4 separate regions of the Mus musculus genome follow, and all the other regions are linked to region 1. A link is a contact called in public capture Hi-C and targeted proximity ligation data. All regions are on one chromosome and are shown on one strand. The core of a region is the stretch at or near the end of the contact, and the rest is flanking DNA. Distances in the headings are between cores, read along the strand shown. Region 1 holds the start of Ms4a6d (membrane-spanning 4-domains, subfamily A, member 6D). Region 2 holds the start of 4930526L06Rik (RIKEN cDNA 4930526L06 gene). Region 3 overlaps Ms4a20 (membrane-spanning 4-domains, subfamily A, member 20). Region 4 holds the start of Ms4a1 (membrane-spanning 4-domains, subfamily A, member 1).

Region 1 (2,700 bases), core at 41-2,540:
GAATATATACATAACATGACAACTCCCACTGATCCCAGTGAACAGAGCCAAATGTTTACATAAAACTTGTAGATTGGAACTGTTGAAATGACTCAGCAAATAAAGGCATTTGACTTCAAGCCTGAAGGTCTGAGTTCGATCTGCTGGACCCATGTAGCAGGAGAGATTCATTGCAAGCTGTCTGTGACCTGCAGATTTGCCTTAACACACATTCACCTGCATGCATACACACATATACACACAAAGAGCTATAATAAAAAGACTTTCAAAATGTAGCATTAATTTCCTAGTTGCTATCATGTTTGAGTGCACTGTCCCTTATTCTGATGAGTTTTATCCTCAGGTTGTTCTACCAGTCTTGAGATATAATTAAAATTTGATCTTCAATCTTTTCCAATTTATGCTACTACTCAAACTACTGAGAGCTATTTGTTCATTGTTTGTCTCATAGTGTTATTTCCAGCATATTTCATCATAGTTTAGAACCCTCACAGTAATTCTATTTGTTAGTAATGTCATAATCAAAAAAGAATTTCAGAGGTAAATTTTGATTCATGTGTGAAAATAACACATGATTTTATAATGACATAGGCTTGATGCTAAATAGATATTTAAAGTTTTTGTTATTAACCAGTTGCCTACACACAGTTGGGTGCTGGATCCCAGCTGTCTCTGTCTCTGGTTCCTCACCCTATTTTCCCACCTGCCTGCGGCAGCCTGTGTCTAAGTCTCCTCAGTGTGGAGAAGCACCTGAATGCAGAGTGAGAAGCCCTGGAGTTGTAACCTGAGGTTCAAGATTAGAACTGTGCCCTTGTTAGGAAGAACCAAGTTGCCTGTGGAATTGGTTTCTGAGCTCAGTTTGCCTCTCTTTTCTGTTCCACTCTCAGACCTTAGACTGCCTAATTAGTGAATGGCTTAAAAGCCTTTGCAGGTACAAGAGCTCTGCTTTTGTTAATTACATGACCTTAGGACAGTGACCACCAAGATCATGGAACTAAAACCAGCCAGGACCGATATAAACCCAATACCCATTCCGTTTGCCCATTTAGTTCTGAAGTGTCCCAGTGTCTCTATTGCTTCCATAAGCACCAGCAATCTCTTACAGTGCAGTCCCAGAAATAGAGTGCTGTACAAAGGAATTTCTCTTCAGGGTTGCCTACCTGAGCCTGTGCGCCTTGTCACCCAGTCACTTCCAGCTGAGCTCTCAGAAACCCCAAGAGCTTTAACTATGGGTTTTCTCAGTCTGATCCTTGGTTCCTTCTTGTGAAGTTCTAACTGTCCCAGCCCTTCCTTCTTCTGTGCTCACTGCACAGGAAGTGGCGCTTACAGTCTGGACATGTGAATGTGCCTTTACTTCCTTTTTCATAGACTTCCAGTAACCAGGAAAATGACTAATTGGACCAGTTCTGGGAGACTTGTAGGTTACTTTTCCTTCCCATAAAATATCATCATGACAGCACTGACATTTTTATCACTGGTTTGAATTTTGTGTCTCTCTAATTATCCTAGATCTAGAATACACATTCAGTGGCAGAGCTGAACCTGCTGAGCATCTCAGAGACCCTAATTTCTGATCTGATCCTCAGTGTGCATTATGCTTACGTGTCTATTGGGTGCCAATGGACAGAGTGAACCAAGTTGTTATGAAAACTGACAAAGGTGTTCTTCTTCCGAGCTGGTTTGCGTCTGCGAAGGATAGCATTGCCTTCAGATCCTGACTTAGTGTCAGTGGAGTTCTGCACATTCCATCTTGGCCCACAATGATATGAGTATCACAAAACCAAGCAAAAACTTCCGTTCTTCCCAAACTTATGAGTCATGAAAGTTGTGGCAGAGATGGAACAAGGAAGATGAACAGAGTTAGACGTCATATTCCCCAAGGCCAGTGATCTTGTGGTGTTAAGTAGAATGTCAGTCAGAGTAGCTTTTCTCAGCTCTGTAACTACTCCATGCTAGAGGGATCATGCATGGGGTTAAAAACTAAAATCTACAGGTAAATAAATAATATGCTACATTTATAAAGGCTTTAATCAATGAACTTAACAAAATATTTAATGATTTCTGCAAAGCTCAAAAATCTAGATCACTATTAGAATACAACTAAGTTTTTCTTTGGTAGTTAGACAGTTACCAGGAAACACTTCCAATCAAAAAAGGGGGGGCAAAAATAGACATGAATACCCAATGGTCTCATGGGCACTGTTTTTTTTTCTTTTATTGATTCTTTGCAAATTTCACATCATGTACCACAGCCCCACTTACCTCCCCCTCCTCTGGTACCTGTCCTCCACCCTTGCCATCTCCCCCCAGCAAAGAAAAAAAAATCTCATTGTGGAAGCTGTAGTGTGTCACAGTGTATCCCACAGTATTCCCTTTTGTCTAAATTTATTTGCTTGAAAATATCTGTTGCAATGATTCTTGGTCTGGTATGAGACCTCTGACTTCTGCTATTCTATCAATACTGAAACCTCACTGGGACTCCTCTCAGATATCCTGTTGCCCTGTGTCATGGAGATCTTATAGCTTTGGATCTATAGGACCACTCCCTTCATACACTCCAGCTGTTCATCGATGAGGTAGATATTGGGGTGGGTCAATTCAAAGCCCTGAACCTGGGCCTGAGAAGTTTATGAGCTTGTCAGATCACAAGCTCTCAGGCCCTTGGTGCAGCTCACTGGCAAATGCCAGTGAGGGACAGGA
Region 2 (2,700 bases), core at 113-2,612, 410 kb before region 1:
TCTACCACTTCTGACTTTAAATCTTCCTACCCTCTCTTCTATAACGTTCATGGAGCCTTGGTGTGTGTGTGTGTGTGTGTGTGTGTGTGTGTGTGTGTGCGCGCGTCCCAGAAAAATGATTTAAAACATCTAAAACGTTTTTACTTTAAAATAATTGTGTATCTGCATGTGTGTTTGGATGCCTATGAAAAAGGGTGTCAGGTCCCCTGAAGTTTAAGTTGGCACCGAGCTGCCTGATAAGAGTGTTAGCAATTAAACTCTGGTTCTCTGCAAAAACAGCAAGATTCATGACCACTGAACCAGCTCACCAACCTCAAAAAAGATTTTTTAAAATAAAATGAAGAGAATGACATCTTCAGAGGACACACCAATTTCTTCATGAACTGCTTCCTGCCCACCTTCCCCTCTCACTTGGTCACTCGGACTTCATAGCTTAACAACCCTGGTAGTAACCCTTTCCCCAAAGCCTGCTTGTGCTACAAGGTAGCTAGATACACAGATGTTTGTCTTAACATTTTGCCCGTAATTCCTGCCACATTGTGTTGCAAATTTTTTTCAAGACTAACTTCAAATCACTTTGTTGTCCCCAGAAATTATAAAGTTCATTTCCATGTGTTCGTGGTCATTCCTGCTTAATTCCCTGGCCATATGCATTCAGTTACTCCCCTCTTTCTTCCCCCTTTTCTGATAAATATTTTAAGTGAATACTTTACTTAAGGTGACTAGTGGCGAACCTTGATGTTACAGTCATGAGAAGTATTTTACTTTTCACCTCACATCATGATACACCCATATACCGGCAGTCAGTACTAGATGAAATCTAGAAGGAGTGGGTGGGAATAAGTAGCTGCTGGCAGCTACTTGTGAGGTCAAGGCAGGACGATTGCTCAGCCCAGGAATTCTAGAGCAATCTTGTCAACACAGTGAGACCCCACATTTCAAAAAGTAAATAAAAGTATTTTTTAGAAGGTCAAACGAGAGGGTATAAAAGATGGAGAATGGAGATGTGCCCACCTCTCTTTCCTCAACCCCCTTTCTCCAGACCGTGTCCATTTTGATGCTTAGCAAAAGTAAAGAGGCACACTGTTACCTCACATTTCAGTTGTCCCAAGACCCAAGGATCCAGTTTCACCCTATCAGGCCTAGGCACAGGCTGAAGAGAAGGATCACCGTGGATGGTGCTCTCAGCGCTAGATCTGGCTGCATAGCCATCAGAGGCAGCAGCGCGCAGTCTAGCTCCCAGGTGGTTGTCAAGCTCCTCAAGCCGCCGGGTTGTCAAGGGCAACAGCCCTCTCTTAGGGCAGAGGGATGAGAACCAGTGCGCAGACTCACTGGGGCCTGCGGGCCACGCCCTGGTCCCTCACTTCGATCCTCTTCTGGAGTTTCTAGTAATGGCTTCCCTGGACATGGCTGGAACACTGCCTCTTCAGGGATGCTTCTCCTAAGATAGAATGGCCGCAGAGACCTGATCGTTTACCACACATTTCAGAAGGTTTCAAGTTGTAAAAAGGCAAGTAAATGAGTTAATAGTTTACTCTTCTTCCACCCTCCTCCAAATATAAATGGCTAAAGAAATTAATGAAGAGACTCTTTAGGAAATGATTAAAATGACTGCTTTGACCCACCCGCTGGGGACATTTTACTATGCAGGCTCTCTGCACCGTATTGGTTTTGGATTTGATATGAGGCAGTAGTTCAACGTTTGTGAAGAGAAACATAAAGATGCATAGATAGCTATGAAAAGATAAAGAATACTCTACTACTGGAGAGCAAATGGGGAGACAGAAAGGAAAACCTGTTTTCTCTAGGGAGCACAGGCCACCTGCCGAGCACCGAAGACTTCCTGAGGGCTTAAAGACCCTTGGACAGTAGATGCTCCTTTAACCAGAGCATGCTGTGAGCTTTCATTTATTCCTGGAAGACTTAAAATTCTGGCTTACATTGCAAATATTTCGTGGATGATAATCCTTTTATGAAGGATAATCTTTTTATAATATATATTCATATAGTATTATATTATTTATATTTCATTATATGTTACATAGTATACATAAAATAGATATGTATACATAAATATATTTAAATATATTTATATGTAGCCGGGCAGTGGTGGCTCACAGCTTTAATCCCAGCACTTGGGAGGCAGAGGCAGACAGATTTCTGAGCTCGAGGCAAGCCTGGTCTACAAAGTGAGTTCCAGGACAGCCAGGACTACACAGAGAAACCCTGTCTCAAAAACAAACAAACAAACAAACAAAGAAACAAACAAAATATTATCCTTTGTCGGGCGTGGTGGCTCACGCCTTTAATCCCAGCATTCGGGAGGCAGAGGCAGGCGAATTTCTGAGCTCGAGGCCATCCTGGTCTACAAAGTGAGTTCCAGGATAGCCAGGGCTACACAGAGAAACCCTGTCTCACCCCCCCAAATATATATATATATAAATTATAAAAATTATATGAATCATATAAAATATAAATATATATTTAATTATAATGTATGTTGATAATAGTATTATGATATATTCTATATTATTTATAATATATAAATATATAAGTATATAATATTTATATAGCACTTTTAAAATTAATACACTATATGGTTCCGTATAATATAATAACATATAATGTATTATATATAAAAATAGAAAAGAGGCCCTTGGTCCTGTGAAGGCTCTATGCCCCAGTATAGGGAAATGCTGG
Region 3 (2,700 bases), core at 167-2,666, 490 kb before region 1:
GTTACATCAGATTCCCATGAAGAATCTGATAATCTCTTCAGCAGAGTCATCTGCAGTGGACTCATCCAGGAAACCACGTCACATATTCTATGTAGAGGCACTTTTTCAAAGAAATGTGTAATGACATCAGAGAGCACTGTTACAGGAGTGGAATCTGAATTTTTTTCAGGGAATGTTCTTAAATAAACATGCAATTTAAGACAGACATGACTCTGCATAACTTGAGATCCCATCAAGTGGAGTCCAAAGCAGGCAGATCTCTGTGAGTTCATGGAAGAAAGTCACAATGCCTCAGATAAATGGAATAGTAAATAAATTTTTTTCCTTGAAGGAGGTTCTTTTGACTAGACCAGCACAGTAATTTGAGGTATTTTTCCACCCCTGAGATTTATGGCCTTGCTATTGAGCAGAAACCTATAAGAGATAAGATCACAAATACAGAGGACCCATGAGATTACACCATATAGTCCTAGCCTGAGCAACTACATCATCTGGAGGACCTTAAAATGGTGTTGTAGCTTTTCTGTTCAGTTCTTTTTCTGGATGTCCATCTACTTCTGCTTCTTCATGAACTGAAACATTTCCTCCAGTCTTTCCCAATGCTATTCATTAGAAGAGAATGTTCTTAGTGAAGGATTGCATACAGAGGTTATCAAGAGATTGCTGGTCAGTCATGCAAGCCAGAACTTTCCCCTCAAGATTCTGAGGAAGTAAGAAACCCTGTTTTAAGGTAGTGACAAAAGACAAAGAAACCAAATTCACCCCATTTTCTAGAGTATGCAGGTGCCCAAAACCACACACAGATTCCATGTTAGACTTAGACTATCACACCATCTCTATCAGAAGTGGTTGAGAAGTTTGATATCCATCCTTTGGAAATTAAAACAGCGTTGCTGAGTATGCTCTGCTTGGGCAGAAGCCTCAATTCTTCAGCTTTAGCCACTCCAGTAAAATGTCCTTCTGATATCCATAGTCATGTACTCAATTCCAGTATGTAACCCAAGTGATTTCAATGTTCCTTCAAAGTGACCACATAATACAGAAGCTGTTAATTGGGGCTCCAGACTGCAACATCAGCATCAGCCAGAAATAGTGAGGCAGACATATCCTCAGGCCAAACCATAGACACTTGGACCTGATTATAGACATCATGGTTTCCGAAGCAATGGATATCTACTGTCCAAGATTCCTTTAGTGATGATGATCTGATTATTTCTCTCTGGTTATAAGATGCCACTGTGAGCTCAGCCTCTACATTTCATTCTTCAACTTCATCTTGGGGTGAAGTGTAGGAGGGGATCCTGGCTCTCTGAAGTCCCGTGTCTGAATTTCAGAGCTTCCCTGAGGTCCCCTGACAATACCCAACAGCTGAGCTCAGAGCATGACACAGAGAACCATTCAAACCTGCACACCCACAGTGAACTTCTTCTTCTTCTTTTTAAAATGTGGATACTAGAAAGAGGAAATAGAGAGACAGTCCCTAGTCTACCACCAGCATTGCATAAAACCCCAGCAAGTAGGACAAGAAGTGACTGTTTTTCTGATACTGAAATACAACATTGACTAACACGCTGGCACTAACATTCTAAGCCATATGGAAGGATGACATATGGGGGAACACATTGTCAGGAGAATGTGGAAAACAAGATTAACACTTAAAAAATAGGGGTTCTTTAAACAATACAATAATAGCAAACCCACTACCGGTCCAGGGAAGCAGGTAGATGACAAATCTCCAGATCTTCACTTTCCTTTCTCTCCTCCAAAGCTACTCCCCAAGTCTCTGCAGCAGAACATGTGCTGTGCCCTCTCTTCCTTTCTGCTCCCGTATCCAGAAGATCATGTAGGTCTTCTTCTACAACCTCCATCACTGCCCCATCCCTTTGTCTCAGCAGCCAACTTCCACAGGCACTTCTGGAGGACCCATTAGCCATTCCAGGGAAGCAGGTAGCCAAGCTTCAGATCTTTATTCTTCATCCTCATCTCCAAATCCAATCCCCCAATCTCATCTCCAGCTCTGTAGCAGACCACCTGTTGTGAACCTGACCCCCTCTCTGCCATATTCCCATGGGACTAAGCAGATTCTTGTGGCACACTCTGCTTTCTTCTCTCTTGTTGACTCCTTTAGCATTCCTAGCCCAAATCTATCCCTAAGTGTCATATACCAATACCTATAAACACATTGTACCTGTAACCTCCACCTGACAGGATCTCAGAAGCACTTCCTACCAGGTAACCAACACTCTCTTAAGAACCAGAGAGGGCTTTCATTGTGTTCCATAAGTTTGGGTACGTTGTGGCTTCATTTTCATTAAACTCTAAAAAGTCTTTAATTTCTTTCTTTATTCCTTCCTTGACCAAGGTATCATTGAGTAGAGTGTTGTTCATTTTCTACATGAATGTTGGCTTTCTATTATTTATGTTGTTATTGAAGATCAGCCTTAGTCCATGGTGATCTGATAGGATGCATGGGACAATTTCAATATTTTTGTATCTGTTGAGGCCTGTTTTGTGACCAATTATATGGCCAAATTTGGAGAAGGTACCATGAGGTGCTTATACTTAGACATGAAGCAAATCTCAACAAATACAAGAAAATAGAAATAACATCCTTCATCCTTTCTGACCACCGTGGATTAAAGCAGGTTATCATCATCAACAACAACAGAAACAGCAGAAGCTTACTAATTCATGGAAACT
Region 4 (2,700 bases), core at 99-2,598, 340 kb before region 1:
AGCCCGTGTTCTCAGCAGTCATGCTTGGACACGTCTCCTGTCTGCTTTGCTGAATCTGCAAAACCTTTGAGCTAGTCCTTCCCGTTTCTCTCCACGTTCTGTCAACCTCCACAAAAGGACCATCATGTTACCTCAGGCTGTTCCTTGGCTGATGGTAAGGATTTCTTCAAAGTCAATAGCCGTTCATGTTTATCACTTTTCTACAACTACTTTTATTGTAGTGTGCCATGTAACTCCTGAAACCCAGTGCCAATCCAGTAAGGGAACTGTGCAGGGGTTATCTGGTAAACCTGCCTCTTGTGATGCTGATGCTGTGAGCTCTGTCTTACACAGACCGTTAAGCTCAGCTTCCTCCTTTGGCAGGTAAATGCTCAGGATGCTTTCTATTCACAAAATGATAACCTCCACTTCATCTGACCATCAGTGAGACAAAACCATTATAAGGAAAACAGGGAAAGTCTCTCTGTCTCTGTGTCTGTCTCTCTGCTGTCTCTCTCTCTCTCTCTCCCTCTCTCTCCACCTCACCTCTACATACATACATACATGCATACTTATTTTACTGTTTAGTTTTAGGAGCACATTAGCACCTGGTTAAAGTCAATCCCTCTATCCTGTCTCTAGCACCCACTCTCACCCTTGGCTTCTTCGATCATAGACAGAAAACAGGATTTGTGCTCAGTATTCCAATGCCACACCGAAAATGCTAGATAGTAAGATTAAAACCATCTATGATGGTGCTTACATTGAAGTTTTATCTTTGGAGACAAAACTCATCGGGAGGAAGAGGAATGGGGCTAGATTCTTGTGGCCAGGATTATTTTCTAATTTGGTTTTAGGCAGTCCTAAAAAGATTCTGTGTTCTAGGTTTAATCTTCATGGTGCAGAGGACCTCAATATTGCTCCCATTTTATGGGTGAGGAAATTGAGGCATGGAGAAGTTTAGTAACTCACCCAAGGTTATGCAGCTTCTCTGTGGTAGTGCCCCAGGTTGAAGACAACATTCTAGAGACCTTTTCTCCTTGTTAGAATCCACTCACCACCCATTGCCCAGAGTCATTTTTGAGAGGGGGAGCAGTTAGGTTAGGGGTAGCCCATCCAGCCTTGAAATCACCACACTTCAGATCATGCTGCCACTTGCCAGGGACACCCCAGACTGAGAGCTGACTCTCTAGTCCCTAAAACCACTCCTTTTCATCTGGCCTTTCCTTTTATTAGAGTCACTAAAACAGAGCAGACCTAACCCTTACCTGGGTCTCCAAGGCTCCAAGGCTCCAAGGCTTAAGGGCCAAATTAGCCACTCACAGCTGAGATCAGTTGGCCTCTTCTATCTCAAGTACTTGAAGATGAGTGCGATAGACCAGACCTGGAGTGGTACCTCTGATTGACACCACGTGACAGGAAATTAGCAGCTTCTGCTACCTTGAGAATCGCTCCAATCACCTTGCTTTGCCTTACCAGGTTTCACTTCTTAAAAATTACCCTGGGGACTGCCTGGTATGCTTCATGCTACCTTAATTAGAAGAACTTCTGCAGCCCCCACCCTGTAAGCAGGTGTGGATGGTGGGTCCCTAAGGGCTGGAAAAGGGCTAGAAATTCTCCAGAGATGGGCTGTTAGAGCTTCACTTTTGGGGCTGAGTAGGTGGTGGTGGGGCACCCATGCAAAAAGTCGGAATCCCTGAGAAGGTACACTTGGGAGCACTGTATCTGTTGGTTTTTAAACAGTCCCGTCATCTGCTCATACTCAAAGCTCTAGAGGGCCATGTAAATCTCACGTCAAATTTAGCAGAAATGGCCTGAAATCTAATTTGTCTCCATAGAACAATGCACCCAGAAGTGTTAGGCAAGACTCAGCTCCCATTTCGGGTGCTGTGAACCGAGACAGCACTTTTACATATGAGCCCACCCTTCTCCTTCCTGCTTCCCTTTCTTTGCAGTATTGCTTAGAGCTGTAGTGGCTGACTTTAGTGTTAGAGCAAGCAGCAAAGTGGAAGAAGTTGGTGATGTGGGGGAAAGTCTATAAACATTTAAGAGGCAAATATTAGATTTTCTCAAGACATATCCTCTTTTCCATATACAACCTCATGCATGTTAGACTTTTTATTAATTTTTTTGTTTAAAGCTGTTTTTGTTTTGTTTTATTATTATTATTTTTATAGTCCAGTCATTACTCCCTCCCTGTCCACACTCCCACAGTTCAACATCCCATTCCTCCCGCTTGTCTTCAAGAGTATGTTCCCTCCAACCCCCACCAGGCCTCCCCACTCCCTGGGGCCTCAAGTCTCTTGAGGGTTAGACGAGTCTTCTCTCACTGAGGCCAGACCAGGCAGTTCTCTGCTGTATATGTGTCAGGGGCCTTAGATTAGCTAGTGTATGCGGCCTGGTTGGTGACTCAGTGTTTGAGTGACCTCAGAGACTGCTGGTCTTTCTATGAGGTCACCCTCTTTAACTTCTTCCAGCCTTTCCCTAATTCAACCACAGGGACCCCCGACTTCAGTCCATTGGTTGGGTATAAGTATCTGCTTCTGTCTCAGTCAGCTGCTTGTTGGGACTCTCAGAGGGCAAGCAAGCTAGGCTCCTATCTGTAAGCACATCATAGCATCAATAATAGTGTCAAGCCTTGGAGCCTCCCCTTGAGATGGATCCTAAGTTGAGCTGTCACTGAATCTCCTTTCCCTCAGTCTCTTCTCCATTTTTATCCCT

Evidence for each region. Capture Hi-C pulls out chosen DNA fragments and counts their contacts.
Region 2: a capture Hi-C map of macrophages shows a contact between it and region 1, with 8 times the contacts expected there. A contact is called at or near these places in 4 of 39 promoter capture datasets (cranial neural crest, embryonic stem cells and neural stem cells), 60 of 484 Hi-C or Micro-C datasets (B cells, the BV-2 cell line, CD4 T cells and 21 more), 20 of 130 datasets of targeted methods (acute myeloid leukemia, bone marrow-derived dendritic cells, bone marrow-derived macrophages and 7 more) and 4 of 9 other capture datasets (adipose tissue, embryonic stem cells, liver and 1 more).
Region 3: a contact with region 1 is called in a targeted proximity ligation map of microglia, with 7 times the contacts expected there. A contact is called at or near these places in 1 of 39 promoter capture datasets (hippocampal neurons), 1 of 484 Hi-C or Micro-C datasets (CD8 T cells), 7 of 130 datasets of targeted methods (bone marrow-derived dendritic cells, bone marrow-derived macrophages, effector CD8 T cells and 3 more) and 3 of 9 other capture datasets (adipose tissue, liver and macrophages).
Region 4: a contact with region 1 is called in a capture Hi-C map of macrophages, with 3 times the contacts expected there. A contact is called at or near these places in 6 of 39 promoter capture datasets (cranial neural crest, embryonic stem cells, frontonasal cranial neural crest and 2 more), 2 of 484 Hi-C or Micro-C datasets (both in B cells), 3 of 130 datasets of targeted methods (bone marrow-derived dendritic cells and bone marrow-derived macrophages) and 3 of 9 other capture datasets (adipose tissue, liver and macrophages).

What each region holds. Positions count from the first base shown.
Region 1 is chr19:11,603,514-11,606,213 of GRCm38.p6, forward strand. It overlaps Ms4a6d (membrane-spanning 4-domains, subfamily A, member 6D), which reads right to left and starts at 1,291. Exons shown (of 7, transcript NM_026835.2): 1 at 1,161-1,291.
Region 2 is chr19:11,195,455-11,198,154 of GRCm38.p6, forward strand. 4930526L06Rik (RIKEN cDNA 4930526L06 gene) reads left to right here and starts at 1,363. Exons shown (of 3, transcript NR_045317.1): 1 at 1,363-1,510. It overlaps Ms4a13 (membrane-spanning 4-domains, subfamily A, member 13), which reads right to left and starts at 1,283. Exons shown (of 7, transcript NM_001347435.1): 1 at 1,091-1,283.
Region 3 is chr19:11,118,060-11,120,759 of GRCm38.p6, forward strand. All of the region lies in intron 1 of Ms4a20 (membrane-spanning 4-domains, subfamily A, member 20), which reads right to left. Among named protein-coding and RNA genes, the nearest start is that of Ms4a20, 11 kb to the right of the region's middle.
Region 4 is chr19:11,264,801-11,267,500 of GRCm38.p6, forward strand. Ms4a1 (membrane-spanning 4-domains, subfamily A, member 1) reads right to left here and starts at 1,349. Exons shown (of 7, transcript NM_007641.6): 1 at 1,248-1,349. All of the region lies in intron 1 of 4930526L06Rik (RIKEN cDNA 4930526L06 gene), which reads left to right.